Linked DNA regions of Mus musculus: region 1 is linked to region 2. A link is a contact called in public HiChIP or PLAC-seq data. All regions are on one chromosome and are shown on one strand. Each heading gives the region's core, a stretch centred on a gene start, on an enhancer-like site or on the middle of the called end of the contact. The rest is flanking DNA. Distances are from core to core; before and after follow the strand shown. Region 1 overlaps Ltn1 (listerin E3 ubiquitin protein ligase 1). Region 2 holds the start of Atp5j (ATP synthase, H+ transporting, mitochondrial F0 complex, subunit F).

Region 1 (6,631 bases), core at 2,723-5,222, 2.6 Mb after region 2:
GGCCTACAGAATAGGAAGAAACCTTTGCCGATTACCCTCTGATACAGGGCTGGTATCGAGACTATACAAAGAACCTAAAAACAAACTGGACATCAGGAAACAGTAACCCAAATTAAAAATGGGGAATGAACTAGACAGAGATTTCTCAAAAGATGAAACACAATGGCCGAGAAACTTAAAACTTAAAGAAACATTCGACATTCTTAGTTATTAGGGAAATGCAAATCAAAACTACTTTGATATTTCTGTACCCACAGTCATAATGGCTAAGGCCAACAAAATGACAACAGATTCTCGCAAGGATGCAGGGGAAAGGGAACTTATACTCTGCGGGTGGGAGTGCAAGCGTGTGAAGCCTCTACAAACATCAGTGTGGAGGTTTCTCCAAAAGCTGAAAACTCACCTACCACAAGATCCAGCTGCCCCCCTGTGACCTACAAGATCCAGCTACCCCCTGTGACCTACAAGATCCAGCTGCCCCCCTGTGACCTACAAGATCCAGCTGGCCCCCCTGTGACCTACAAGATCCAGCTACCCCCTGTGACCTACAAGATCCAGCTGCCCCCCTGTGACCTACAAGAACCAGCTGCCCCCCTGTGACCTACAAGATCCAGCTGGCCCCCCTGTGACCTACAAGATCCAGCTGCCCCCCTGTGACCTACAAGATCCAGCTGCCCCCCTGTGACCTACAAGATCCAGCTGCCCCCCTGTGACCTACAAGATCCAGCTAGCCCCCTGTGACCTACAAGATCCAGCTGCCCCCCTGTGACCTACAAGATCCAGCTGCCCCCCTGTGACCTACAAGATCCAGCTGCCCCCCTGTGACCTACAAGATCCAGCTGGCCCCCCTGTGACCTACAAGATCCAGCTGCCCCCCTGTGACCTACAAGATCCAGCTGCCCCCCTGTGACCTACAAGATCCAGCTAGCCCACTGTGACCTACAAGATCCAGCTGCCCCCCCTGTGACCTACAAGATCCAGCTGCCCCCCTGTGACCTACAAGATCCAGCTGCCCCCCTGTGACCTACAAGATCCAGCTAGCCCACTGTGACCTACAAGATCCAGCTGCCCCCCTGTGACCTACAAGATCCAGCTGCCCCCCTGTGACCTACAAGATCCAGCTGCCCCCCTGTGACCTACAAGATCCAGCTAGCCCACTGTGACCTACAAGATCCAGCTGCCCCCCTGTGACCTACAAGATCCAGCTGCCCCCCTGTGACCTACAAGATCCAGCTGCCCCCCTGTGACCTACAAGATCCAGCTAGCCCACTATGACCTACAAGATCCAGCTGCCCCCGTCAGGCATATGCCCGCCCATGTGTTAGTTATTACAGAAATGTTGCTCACCCATGTTCATCACTGCTCTATTCATAATAACCAGAAATTGAAAACAGCCTAGATGTCCATCAACTGACAGATGCATAAAGAAAACATCGGAACATTTACACAATGGGATGTTATTTGGCTGTTTAAAAAAAAAAAGTGAAATTCTGAAGTTACAGGTAAATGGATGGAGCCAGAAGCAATCGCCCTGAGTGAGTAGCTCGGGATGTTGTTACCTTTCAAGCTTTAGATATATATGTGTTTCAATACAAATAGCACAGAGGCTAGGAGGTTAATAAGAGACCGGGGAGAAGAGAGAATCTCCCAAGGAAGGGAAAATAGAATATAGTATTATGTAGCGACAGAGGCAAGTCTAGAATAGGAGAGTTATACAGGGAGGATTGGAGAGAAGTGTAAAGAAACAAACAGAGAGAGAAAGATAACACTAAAGACCAAGCCCTCTGAAAAGCCATTTGGAAACCTATGTTTAGAATATGGAGAGACACTATCCCAACCAAACACGGTACCCACTAAGTAAAACCTCTAGTGCCAGGAATGGGCTACATTTCTTGAGTCATTGGCAAAAAGGAGTCCCACAGCACACCTCCCCCCAAACATCACAGGCTATTTCCAAGGCTATGAGTCACCCTCCACAGCCTGATGACATGGCCCTATTGTGGATGATACAACTTCTGTCATCAAGCATGGAGAAACAGGCCTAGTGGCCAACTAGAGGCTTCATTCCCGCTGAGTCGTGGTCATGAAACTTTGTATGCTAGTGGAGGACCACAAGAGCACCTGCTGTATGACATGCTGCTGTGATGCTGACACAAATGTTATGGGAGTAACCAAACTTTGGGAGTTTTTGGCTTAAGGCCTATTCCCTAAGATAGAACCCATACATAACCTTGCCAAAGAGGCTAAGAACTTGAGACTAAACAGGTCTTGTGCAGGCCCAGGGGAAAACCCACTTTTATCCTTCTAAAGGAATATAGCAATAAAATGACTCCTAATGACATATTCAATAGATCAGTGTAACCCTCAACTCCCATCAGAGAAGCTTCTCCCTGTAGCAGTAGATCTGGACAGTGTGCAGTTACTCGGCCCTAAATGAGACGCCTTTGTATCAAACACCTTCACTCAAGGCTCAGGCTTGGAAGAAAGATTCTAAGAGTCAAAGGTGGATGACTGGAAGGAAACGGTGTCATCCACATCAGCAGTGCACATATGGACTCACAGTCACTGTGACAGCACACACAAGACCTGCACAGAGTTAAGTCAGACAACTTCCCAGTGCGGGGAAGGGGAAATGGACACAAAAAGTCATTTGCGATGGATACATGAGCTGCACGTAGGTCCTCACATATGCAGTGCATGTGCAGCTTGGTCTTCGTGTGGGTCCCACACAACTGGAGGGGCAGCTGTCCCTGACTCTGTTACCTGCCTGTGGACCCTCTTCGCCTAACTGGGTGGCCTTGAGTGGCCTCAGTGGAAGAGGATGCACCTAGTCCTGCAGTGAATTGAGGTGCTAGGGTAGACTGGTAGCCAGAAAGACCTCCCTGTTCTCAGAGTAGAAGAGGAAGGGGCTATGGGGGAGGAGTTTTGTGGGAGGAGGACTGGAAGGAGGGGGCTGCAATTGGGATGAAAAGTGAATAAATAAGTAAGTTAATGGGAAACGAAGTTACTTGTGCTTGATAACCCCTAGGCGAGTAAAATCAGTTTTCTACAGTAAGAGTCACTGCTTATATCAACTCCACTCCAATCTTGTCTTATTGATGTGGGGGGAAGGGGAGAGTGAGGGAGAGGAAAGGATATTATTAAAATATACTGCCTATTAATCTTCAAAAAAACAACAGATAGAAAGTAGAGTTTATCAACCATAGTAATGGAGGGAAACATGAATATGACCCAGAAAATCCTAATTTGGGGTTCATGATGCAAGAGAAATGAAAACTTATCTTCAAAAAACAAGACACATTCGGGGCTCAGAGGTTAAGAGCACTGACTGCTCTTCAGAGGTCCTGAATTCAGTTCCCAGCAACCAAATGGTGGCTCACAACCATCTGTAATGGGATCTGATGCCCTTCTGGTGTACCTGAAGAAAGCGACAGTGTCCTCACATACATAAACCAAATAAATCTTTTAAAAAAAAAAGGAAAAAAAAGGACACATTCATGAATTATAGTAGCACTGTTAATCATAGCCCAGAAGTGGCAATATCATAATGTTTATCAACAGAGGAACAAATGTGGTATTATACACAACAGACTACTTTTCAACCAACACGAAGAAACTCATGGTGGTCCACACAAATTCAAGCCTGGCTACATAGTGAACCAACAACCTAGGCAACTTAGTAAGATATAAGATGGAGGCGTGGGGGAGGGGAGGAGCTGAGAAATGACTAAGAGCCACAGTATGTACTGGGTGCTAGGCTCTGAGCAACAGCTTTCCTAACTGTAACTCAGCTAAAAGGGAGGCTTGCACTTTACACAGATGGATGTCACAGCTCTCAGGAAAGATACAAAGCATGTGCTGCAATACTGCACGGTTCCCAACAACCCTATGTAACTGCCATGTTTTGATGTAATACATATTTCTGCCAGGCAGTGGCCGTGCACACCTTTAATCCTAGCTCCAGGAATGTGGAGACAGGTGGCTCTCTGAGCTCCAAGTCAGCCTAGTCTACAGAGTGAGTTTCCAAGATAGCCAAGGCTACAAGGGAAAGCTAGTCTCGAAACAAAATAAAACAAAACAACCAACCAACCAAACCCATATATTTCTAAGAGAAGGGGGAAACACACATAGGACTGTTCCCAGTTCAATCCAGTTTGCTAAGGGTTTCTTGAGAAGTTAAGCCATCCCATGATTTGAAACCATTACATTTTTTTTTCAACTGTCTCAGTTCATCTCAGAATAGAGCTAGTCTGTTTAATCTTCTGCGACATTCTGGTTGATTTGCTTATATCTATCTCCTTTCATACTTCAGGCTCAATAATAACCGCTGTTCATGCCCAGGACAGGTCTGTGCCAGTTGGGCTCTTAGAGCTGACAGGAGAAGTAGGCCCACACACCCATCCTAACCCAGAAGCTATCTCCAATCAAGAACCACTTGCAAATGAAAACTCCATTTTCTCCAAGGAAGTCCCACTGGGGAAACAAACTACACTAAGGGGTAGGTCTCAGGACAGCAGTAGATGACCAACAGAAACAGCAATGGCATCTCGGGAGGGCTTTTTTGTTTGGTTGGTTTTGTTTGTTAGTTTTTTCTACCTTACAAGTCCTTTGTGTATATCATGGGTTCCAGTTTTGAGTGTTTATGGGATTGCCGAGTGTGTGAATGTGTGTGTACGTTTCTTGTGCTTTTTCTTTGGCTCTTTTTCTTAGATGCCTGTTTGTTTTATAAGGAGAGAAAGAAAGAATGTGGAACTGGATGGGAAGGAAGGTGTACTGGCTGGTTTTGTGTGTCAACTTGATACAGCTGGAGTTATCACAGAGAAAGGAGCTTCAGTTGAGGAAATGTCTCCATGAGATCCAGCTGTAAGGCATTTTCTCAATTAGTGATCAAGGGGGAAAGGCCCCTTGTGGGTGGGACCATCTCTGGGCTGGTAGTCTTGGGTTCTAAAAGAGAGCAGGCTGATCAAGCCAGAGGAAGCAAGCCAGTAAGTAACATCCCTCCATGGCCTCTGCATCAGCTCCTGCTCCCTGACCTGCTTGAGTTCCAGTCCTGACTTCCTTGGTGATTAACAGCAGTATGGAAGTGTAAGCTGAATAAACCCTTTCCTCCCCAACTGCTTCTTGGTCATGATGTTTGTGCAGGAATAGAAGCCCTGACTAAGACAAATTGGTACCAGCATAGTAGGGTATTCCTGTGACAACCTGACCATGTTTTGGAGAGGACTGTGGAAGGACTTTGGAACTTTGGGCCAGAAGATCCATTCGGTGTTAAGAGCACTGTGGGATGTTGTGTACGAGCTTGGAAGATAATGTTGAGAACAGTGCAGAAGATGGAGGCCTGGCTTGTGAAATTTCAGAGGGAAAATTAAAGACTCTTTTCAGGGCCATTGCTAGTTTGGAGTTTGATTATTCTATGGTTCTGGTTAGCTGGGGCTGAAGAATCAGCTGTGAGTAACAAGATACCAGAACTACTAAAGCAAAATCTTTGCATTACTGGGACTATTGATGCTGGTTAGCTGGAGCTAAGAAATTAGCAGTGATTAAGAAGAGACCAGCATCGTTGAGGTGACGTCTTCTGGGAAGTGTTTTCTGAAAGCACAAAGAGGCTGTGTTCCAGAGATAGCCAAGGTTGTACTTCTGCTGCAGCAGGACTTGGTAATGTGTAAGGGTCACCCAGGTGGTACTGGTTTTGAAGTCATGAAGGGGTCACGCAAAGCAGCTGAGGCTCGGCACTGTGAGAGGCCATGGAAGGCCATTGGTGAAGGTGCAGCCTCAGTTGAAGTTGATGGCCCAGGACTGAAGGGGTCACGCAGTGTTTTGGAGATGCCAGGACCATGAGATGACAAAGAACAGCAGCAGCAGTGGAGTACAGGCATCTGGAGCCTAAAGGAAAAGCTGTGTGCTACAATGGACAGGGCTGGAGAAGTGACCTTAGCCCTTGGAGGAGACCAGAAGATCGTGAGTTGGATCCCAGACATTGGACAGTTGGAGTTTAATTTTTGCTTTTGATTGTGACTGTGCCCTGATATTTTTCCTTCTTAAAGGAAGAAAGTATTTTAGTGGAGCCCACAGTTAAGAGACTTTGGATTTTAAAAGACTTTGGATTTTAAAAGAGATGGATATTTTAAAGAGATTGAAATTTTAAGAATATTTAAGACTGTGGGACATTTAAAGTTATTTAGATCTTGGGGATGAATAAGAATGTAAGGGTCCAGGCCTACTAGTGATGTGTTTGTGTGTCAAGTTGACAGGGGGTCAATTGTACTGGCTAGTTTTGTGTCAACTTGACACAGCTGGAGTTATCACAGAGAAAGGAGCTTCAGTTGGGGAAATGCCTCCATGAGATCTAACTGTAAGGCATTTTCTCAATTAGTGATCAAAGGGGAAAGGCCCCTTGTGGGTGGGACCATCTCTGGGCTGATAGTCTTGGGTTCTATAAGAGAGCAGGCTGAGCAAGCCAGGGGAAGCAAGCCAGTAAAGAACATCCCTCCATGGCCTCTGCATCAGCTCCTGCTCCCTTGCCTGCTTGCCGTGTGGGACTGAATAACTGCTAGATCCTTGCACTTCCATTCACAGCTGCGACTGAACCATTGTTGGGAACTGGACTACAGACTGTAAGTCATCAATAAAT
Region 2 (6,347 bases), core at 2,279-4,778:
GCTGAGTCTCTGTACTAGAGAAGCATTAAAAGTTAATGTGCTTTTCATACAACACCTGAAATCCATCATGTGCTGAGAACCCAATTCTATGAATCAGGTTACAGCACTAAATTACATCGGAACGCAAGCTATGTCTGGCCAGTCATGTTACCCTTGCACAATAAGGCCTTTCCTTCTTACCAAGAGGCCCTGGGACCTAGGAGTAGCTGAGAGTTCTGTTAGAGCTAAACGGCAAGAGAAAACTCCTGACTTGGGGCAGTGCCGTTCTTTTTCCCATGATCTTAGTCTCGGGTCTGAGGAAAGAGTGAGGTGAGGCTGTTTAAGAGCACTGCTTGTCACCAGCAGGAAAAGACAAACTGCCTCTACTGTGCCAGCTTCCATGACCTCTTGAAGGGACAGAGAGAGTCAAGACAGCTGTCTTAGCCAGGAGTAAGAGGCTGGAAGTTTCCACTTCACAGGCTCATAGGAAGGAAAACAGCTTTGCCTGCTAACAACGCATGATCCCAGCCACTTCACACTGGAACCAATCAACTTCCAAAAGAAACAGCAAAGAAAAACAACGTCAAGGCCAAGTGAGCCCTGCAGTAACAAAAAGATTAGATGATACAAGCTCATCCGAGTTTACTGAGGATCTAGGTCAATAGTTTAAACACCAAGCTTAAAGCCTCTCTCCTCGTCAGACCCTTGAAGCTAAACCAAATGATTTTCTAGCTCAAAGCAGTGATAGATACACTAAAGGAGAGGATAATTCTTGTTGAGATCTGAGTAAAATAGGAATTTAAAGATCAAAATCAAATGTATTCCAAATTACAAAAAAATATATCCAAGCAGGAGGTCCAAAAGGAAGAGAGAGAGAGGCTGAAACTTAGATGAAAAAATGTCTTCCCATCTAGACTTAGCTTATAAAATGGAAGGGTTCCCCAAACTCTAGTGAGCTATCAACAGGAGAGCCATAGTGCAATGAACAGCTTCGGACCATTTCATGAGACAGTAAGTGTACCCTGGAAATAAGACGACCCTCTCCCACCGCACTTCTATGATATCCGCTGTGCTACAGTGCTTACGGGGTCTTACAGGCAAAGCTTCTCAGGAGGGCCGTGATAAAGGCCACACAACCCCTGAGGAAATCCTGCCACCATGCTTCCCAGGCTCCCACCAGCTAGCTATCTGCTGCCGACGCCTTACTTCTACTAGATGAGAGAGAACCATGGTAGTGAGCATACGGCTACTACTTCACATTATAGAGAAAGTATGGACAAGAATTTAAAAATCTTTACGTTAATTTGACAGTTATTTCTCTTGAATTTAGTAACATCACCAATTACAAAAATGGTGGTGGAGGGGTAGTGTTGTTTTGTTCCGTTTTGATTTTAAAGCCAGGACTGGCATCAAGCTTATGAGGCTGGCACTGGGGAGGCAGGCAAAGGCCAACCTTCTGGAGCTCACTTGGCAACCTGGTCTTTTTGGCAAGATCCTGGATACGGACCGATTATGTCTCAAAAAGCAATGTGCACAACCTGAAGATAAACAGCGGAGGCTGATCCTGGCCATTGGAGAAACACAGGCAGAAGTGTCCACATACATATGCACACATAGATACATAGATGGATAGATGGATGGATGGACAGATGGATGGATGGACTGACAGAAATGCACAGAGGGTTTTGAGTGGTACCACTAATAGTTCAAGAATCGTTAACTATATGGCAGCTGATTGGCATAATGGTTATTAAACATATGTGAAGGGAGAGAGTGTATAATTTTCGCTACAAGGGCACAATTCCTGTCTGAAGATAATTTTGGCTGTCCTGAATAAGTTGAATGAAGGTGGCCTATAGTGGGTAAAGTTCGGGCACACTGCTATACTCCCTACAACATGAAAGATAGCAATCTTCCCTATTCTCATTTTGAAGAGTTATCTAAAGTGTCAATAGTACCAACTTCAACAAACCTGGTATAACATTTAGTACTGCTGAAAAAAAAATCAAATAAGCACGAGTTTTCATTCACCGATCCCGATAAAAATAAAACATTTGAGGAAATCAATGCCATTCATACTCTACCAGAGAATTATACAGGCGAAAGAGCTACAGGCAAGTAGACAAGACTTTATAATAAGAACACCACACTTGATTCATCCTGGAAATCTAGGAACACACTTAAGACATAATTAGTAAGGTATCAAGAATTCTTTAGCCCTAAAAATACTGTAAAATACTTCCATATTGTCCACTTAGGAAATACTCTCTAAGTGTTAGGGGAAGGTGCTTCTTTCAGTCTTGCTTATAGGTGATTAAAAAAAATATGTCTAAAGAAGGTTGTTTACCTAACATTCCACAGTCAACCTGCTCCCAATCTAACTGCCAAGACGGTCATTTCTTCTACAAGACAGGGAAAATACATTTTCACTTTCAATAACGCACCATCCCAAACAATGATTTCCAATCCCCACGTCTAATTTAGCGTACTCTCTGAACCCCAAACATACATGTATACTCACCTCCTAAGTCCTACTCAATCGTTCTAACAGTGACCACATTCTCTCTTACCAAAACTACTTGTTGTTTCTCCTTCACTGCCTTTCACTTTTTCAGATTAAATAGAGAATGCGATCTGTTCATGATCACACGGAAGACAAATGGCATCCTAAGTGTAGAACACCATTTGGGACAAATTCCGTACTGAATTAATATCCTGCACTAGCTTGCTGCTTGTTAGAGGTCTGATAGTAACAATATTGGGGAAAGCATGGTGGGGGTGGGGGTGGGGTAATCAAAGTTCAAACCCAGAGGTGTAGCTTTGGGAAGGCGCACGGCTCTCCTATTTATAGCGGTTGACTGACCAGCCTAGCCGAAGGCTAGTCCCTTTGCTGCTCGTGAGTATCTAATCATAAAGTCAATCGACAAAGCATGACTTCTAGATTGGATATAAAACTTTTAGGATATCACCATCGCCCTTTCCTGTCTTAGGAGGCTCGATCGCCGCCTGCATTATTCACAAGCCTGTGGCGCGCCGTGACCTTGGGCTGCCCCAGGCGGGCTGCAGGCTCACCACCCCGTCTTTTCTGCTTTTCGAGTCGGCCCGCTCTGCTCCCAGGAGAGCATTCACGGTCTTATTTAGTGAGCGTAAGGCAAATCTGAATACCCAGCAGGGCCGAGGTCACCTGTGACCCCAGGCCAGGCCAGGACGGTGCCAAGGACACGGGGCTGCGCTCTACTCCCAGGGCAAAGGTGACGGGCAGCCCTCTCTCCTCGTGAAGAAACCCAGAAGCTCAGTCCCAGGAGGCCGAGCTAGCCCAGTTACCCTCCCAGTCACCTTGCACTGAGTCCCGAGCTGCCAGAGTCACCGCCGCCGCCACCGTTCTACTTCCGGCCCTGGCTCCGCCTACACACGCCTACCCGCCATCGCAAGGCACTATGGGCCGCGGCTTCAGTCGTTCGACGCTCACCGGACAGGAAGCGCCTCGAAGGGAGTCTGCGACCGGACGCCTCTAGGTGAGACAGAAGCCAAACAGGAGGAGGAAGTGGAGGGTAAGTGCTTCCGGGTCCCTCAGCTAAGACTCCGCCATCTTTCCTACACTTTAACTTCACCCCCTTTTCCCTCTTGGAGACACTGCACTGTACGCATGCGTATTCTGGCCTGTCCCCTAGTTCAAGCTCCCTTCGGAGTCAGCGTCCCGATCCTTGGGGTTGGGGAGGTGGATGTAGGGTGGGGGTACAAAGGAGCGCGTAAAAACCAAAACCAAAACAAAACAAAAAACCAAAGCGGCTGGGGGGCGTTTGTGCCTCGTGAGCCCCGTCGTCGCGGGCGTTTCGGGCCGCGCAGCCTGCTGGGAGTTGTAGTTCCAGGCCCGGGGGTGCCTGGGAGGCGGGAGAGGGGCTGGGGTTCCTTAGCGCCGATTCCACGGGAAGGGCCCCGGGACCTTACCCTGCTACTCGCGGGAGCGGCGCGGCTCGCCCGGAGAGGCGCTGTACCTGGAGCCCGCGCCGCCGCCGTTCCCAGCCGGCTGTGGAAGCGCGGGCTAGGGCCACGGGACGAATTCCGGAGCTGGTGAGTTGCGGACGCGGGCTGGCGGGGAGCGCGGGCCCGCGCGGGCGGCCTGGTTCCGGGGCTTGTCCCCCCCCGCGGCCGCCTCTGTGTTTTGTTTCCGCTGGGTCCCCGGCGCTGCGACTCCCATTTCCGTTCGTGGAGACTTGAGGGAGCCTGGTGGGGAGGGGCGGGAGAGGCTGTGCGGGAAGCCGAGGGGAGGGGCGCGGGGAGCGGCGTGGCCCGGGCCGCGTTGCGGGACGCGGCGGAGTCGCCCGTCGCACGGGCGCGGTCCAGGCTCGGCGCGCTGGCCGAGCGCACAGCCCCGGGCGCTCCCGGGTCTCTCGGGAAGATGCCAGACCTGTCTGTCACCCGAGTCAGCCATCCCCGCACTAGCAGTACCGATTGCCCTTCTGGAACTGTCCTAGAGTCGCATCGGTGCAATCGTTCTAATGCATAGGATGACTTTCTGCGTCTTTCCCGAAGATGTCAGTGAAAGTTACTGTACCTTGCCAACTTCCCCCACTCCTCCCCCCGACCTTTTTTGGGGGTTGGTGTAGTGCAGTGAACACAACGATGGAGTTTAGGGGATTCCACCCTTAGGGTCCACAGCATAGAGAATGGTGCCAGCGCATCGTTTCACGATGACAAACAGTCATTTGAAACTAAATCCTTAGGTAGGCCAGTGAGATGGTTCGACAGGTAAAGGCACTTGCTGCCGAGCCAGACTGTTCAGCCTCTGGAATCCAGATGGAAGGAGGAGAGAACTGTCTGCTCTCTGACCTCCACAAGTGCGCATGCGCACCTTATAAGTGGTGTCTGGGTACGTGTAAGTTTGTGTTGGGTGTCACTTTCTAGCCTGGCTGACCTTGAACTTGCTATGTAGATTAGACCGGCCTAGAGTTTAGAGGCCTATCTGCCTCTATTTTCTGAGCGCCGGCATTAAAGGTGTGCACTACCTTGCCTAGCAAAATAAGTGCATTTTTTAATTGGTTATTTTATTTATTTACATTTCAAATGTTGACCCCTTTCTTGGCCTCCCCACCTCAATTTTTTTAAAACAGGTAGATTGAGCTAATGACAGGACTGACTGCTGGCAAGAGGAAAACATTTATATAGATCCCCCTCACATTCTTAGGTACCCCATGCCACTAAACACTGGCCATTTTTTTAGCACTTCTTTTTTCTTTCTTTTGTATTTGTATTACTACCTGGATGCCAACTGGATTTACGTCCATTTTATCTTTGCTACAAGTACAGACGCGTAACTTGGGGATACATAGTCGTGACTGAGTCAGTTCAGTAAGTACTGAGTGCGGTAGTAAGGTTGAGGAGCCCAGGGGGGCCAAGTACTGGATTCATCTGAGTCTCTGGCAACTGTACAACAAACCTACAGGACCGAAAAGAGGAATGGTAGTTTTGAGAACTCTCATGCTCTTCCCCAGAAGGAGGTTTTTTGGGGGAGTGAGGGGATTTCAGACAGGGTTTTCCTGTGTTTGGCTGGCCTTGAACGCTGATGCACCTCCCACTGCCTCCCAAGTGGTGGGATTAAAGGCATGGACCACTGCCTTCTGGCTCAGTTTTTAACTTTTTAAAAAATTAATGAATTCATTCACTTTATATCCCAATTGTCTCCCTCCCTGTCCTCCCCCTCACCCCATTACTCCTTCGAAGGGGAAGGCCCCCCTTCAGTATCCATCCTAGGACATCCAGTCACAGTAGGCCTAAGCCTGCCCTCTCCACTGAGGCCCAACTGGTAGTCCAGTTAAGGGAACGGGATCCATTGCCAGGCTCAGAGAAAGCCTCCACTCCAGTTGTTAGGGACCGACGTGAAGACCAAGTTGCACATCTGCTGCAAATGTGTAGGTGGCCTAGGTCCAGCCCCTGCCTGTGCTTTGGTGGGTGGTTCATCTTCCATGGCTCCAGGTTAGTTGACTCTGGAGGTCTTCCTTAACCCCTCCAACTCCCTCATTCCCATCCCCAACTCGTCCATGAGACTCCCTGAGCTCCGCTGATGTTTGGCTGTGCGTCTCTGCATCTGTTTCCATCAGCGGCTGGGATGAAGCCTCTCAGGCGACAGCTATGCTAGGCTCCCATCTGCAGGCACGGCAGAGCATCATGGTTTTAACTTCTAATCAGATTGGGTTTCTGTCCTTTCCTCATGAGACATAGATGGATATGCCAACCTTTCCCGAATGCCGACTGCATTTCCTAGGCAATGCAATGCCGTGTGGAGAGTTACGTTTACACTTCATTTTGGAATGATGTCCATTGGTGCTTTACCAATACCCCGAAGTTTTAATTTACTTTAGTTGGAGTTT

The links. HiChIP or PLAC-seq counts read pairs in DNA pulled down with a chosen protein or histone mark.
Region 1: an H3K27ac HiChIP or PLAC-seq map of trophoblast stem cells shows a contact between it and region 2, with 14 times the contacts expected there. The contact joins the enhancer-like site here to the promoter of Atp5j in region 2. A contact is called at or near these places in 2 of 39 promoter capture datasets (cranial neural crest and embryonic stem cells), 1 of 484 Hi-C or Micro-C datasets (embryonic stem cells), 3 of 115 datasets of contacts at active chromatin or transcription factors (acute myeloid leukemia, large pre-B cells and trophoblast stem cells) and 2 of 9 other capture datasets (adipose tissue and macrophages).

What each region holds. Positions count from the first base shown.
Region 1 is chr16:87,385,674-87,392,304 of GRCm38.p6, forward strand. The region is part of intron 25 of Ltn1 (listerin E3 ubiquitin protein ligase 1); the gene reads right to left. Among named protein-coding and RNA genes, the nearest start is that of Gm25896, 30 kb to the right of the region's middle. Within about 2 kb of position 3,973, at least 5 of the 459 cell types and tissues checked have an H3K27ac peak or open chromatin away from gene starts, as enhancers often do. A contact at or near this core is called in trophoblast stem cells, where this site is marked.
Region 2 is chr16:84,831,494-84,837,840 of GRCm38.p6, forward strand. It overlaps Atp5j (ATP synthase, H+ transporting, mitochondrial F0 complex, subunit F), which reads right to left and starts at 3,529. Exons shown (of 4, transcript NM_001302214.1): 1 at 3,316-3,529; 2 at 1-14. Gabpa (GA repeat binding protein, alpha) reads left to right here and starts at 3,631. Exons shown (of 10, transcript NM_008065.2): 1 at 3,631-4,050.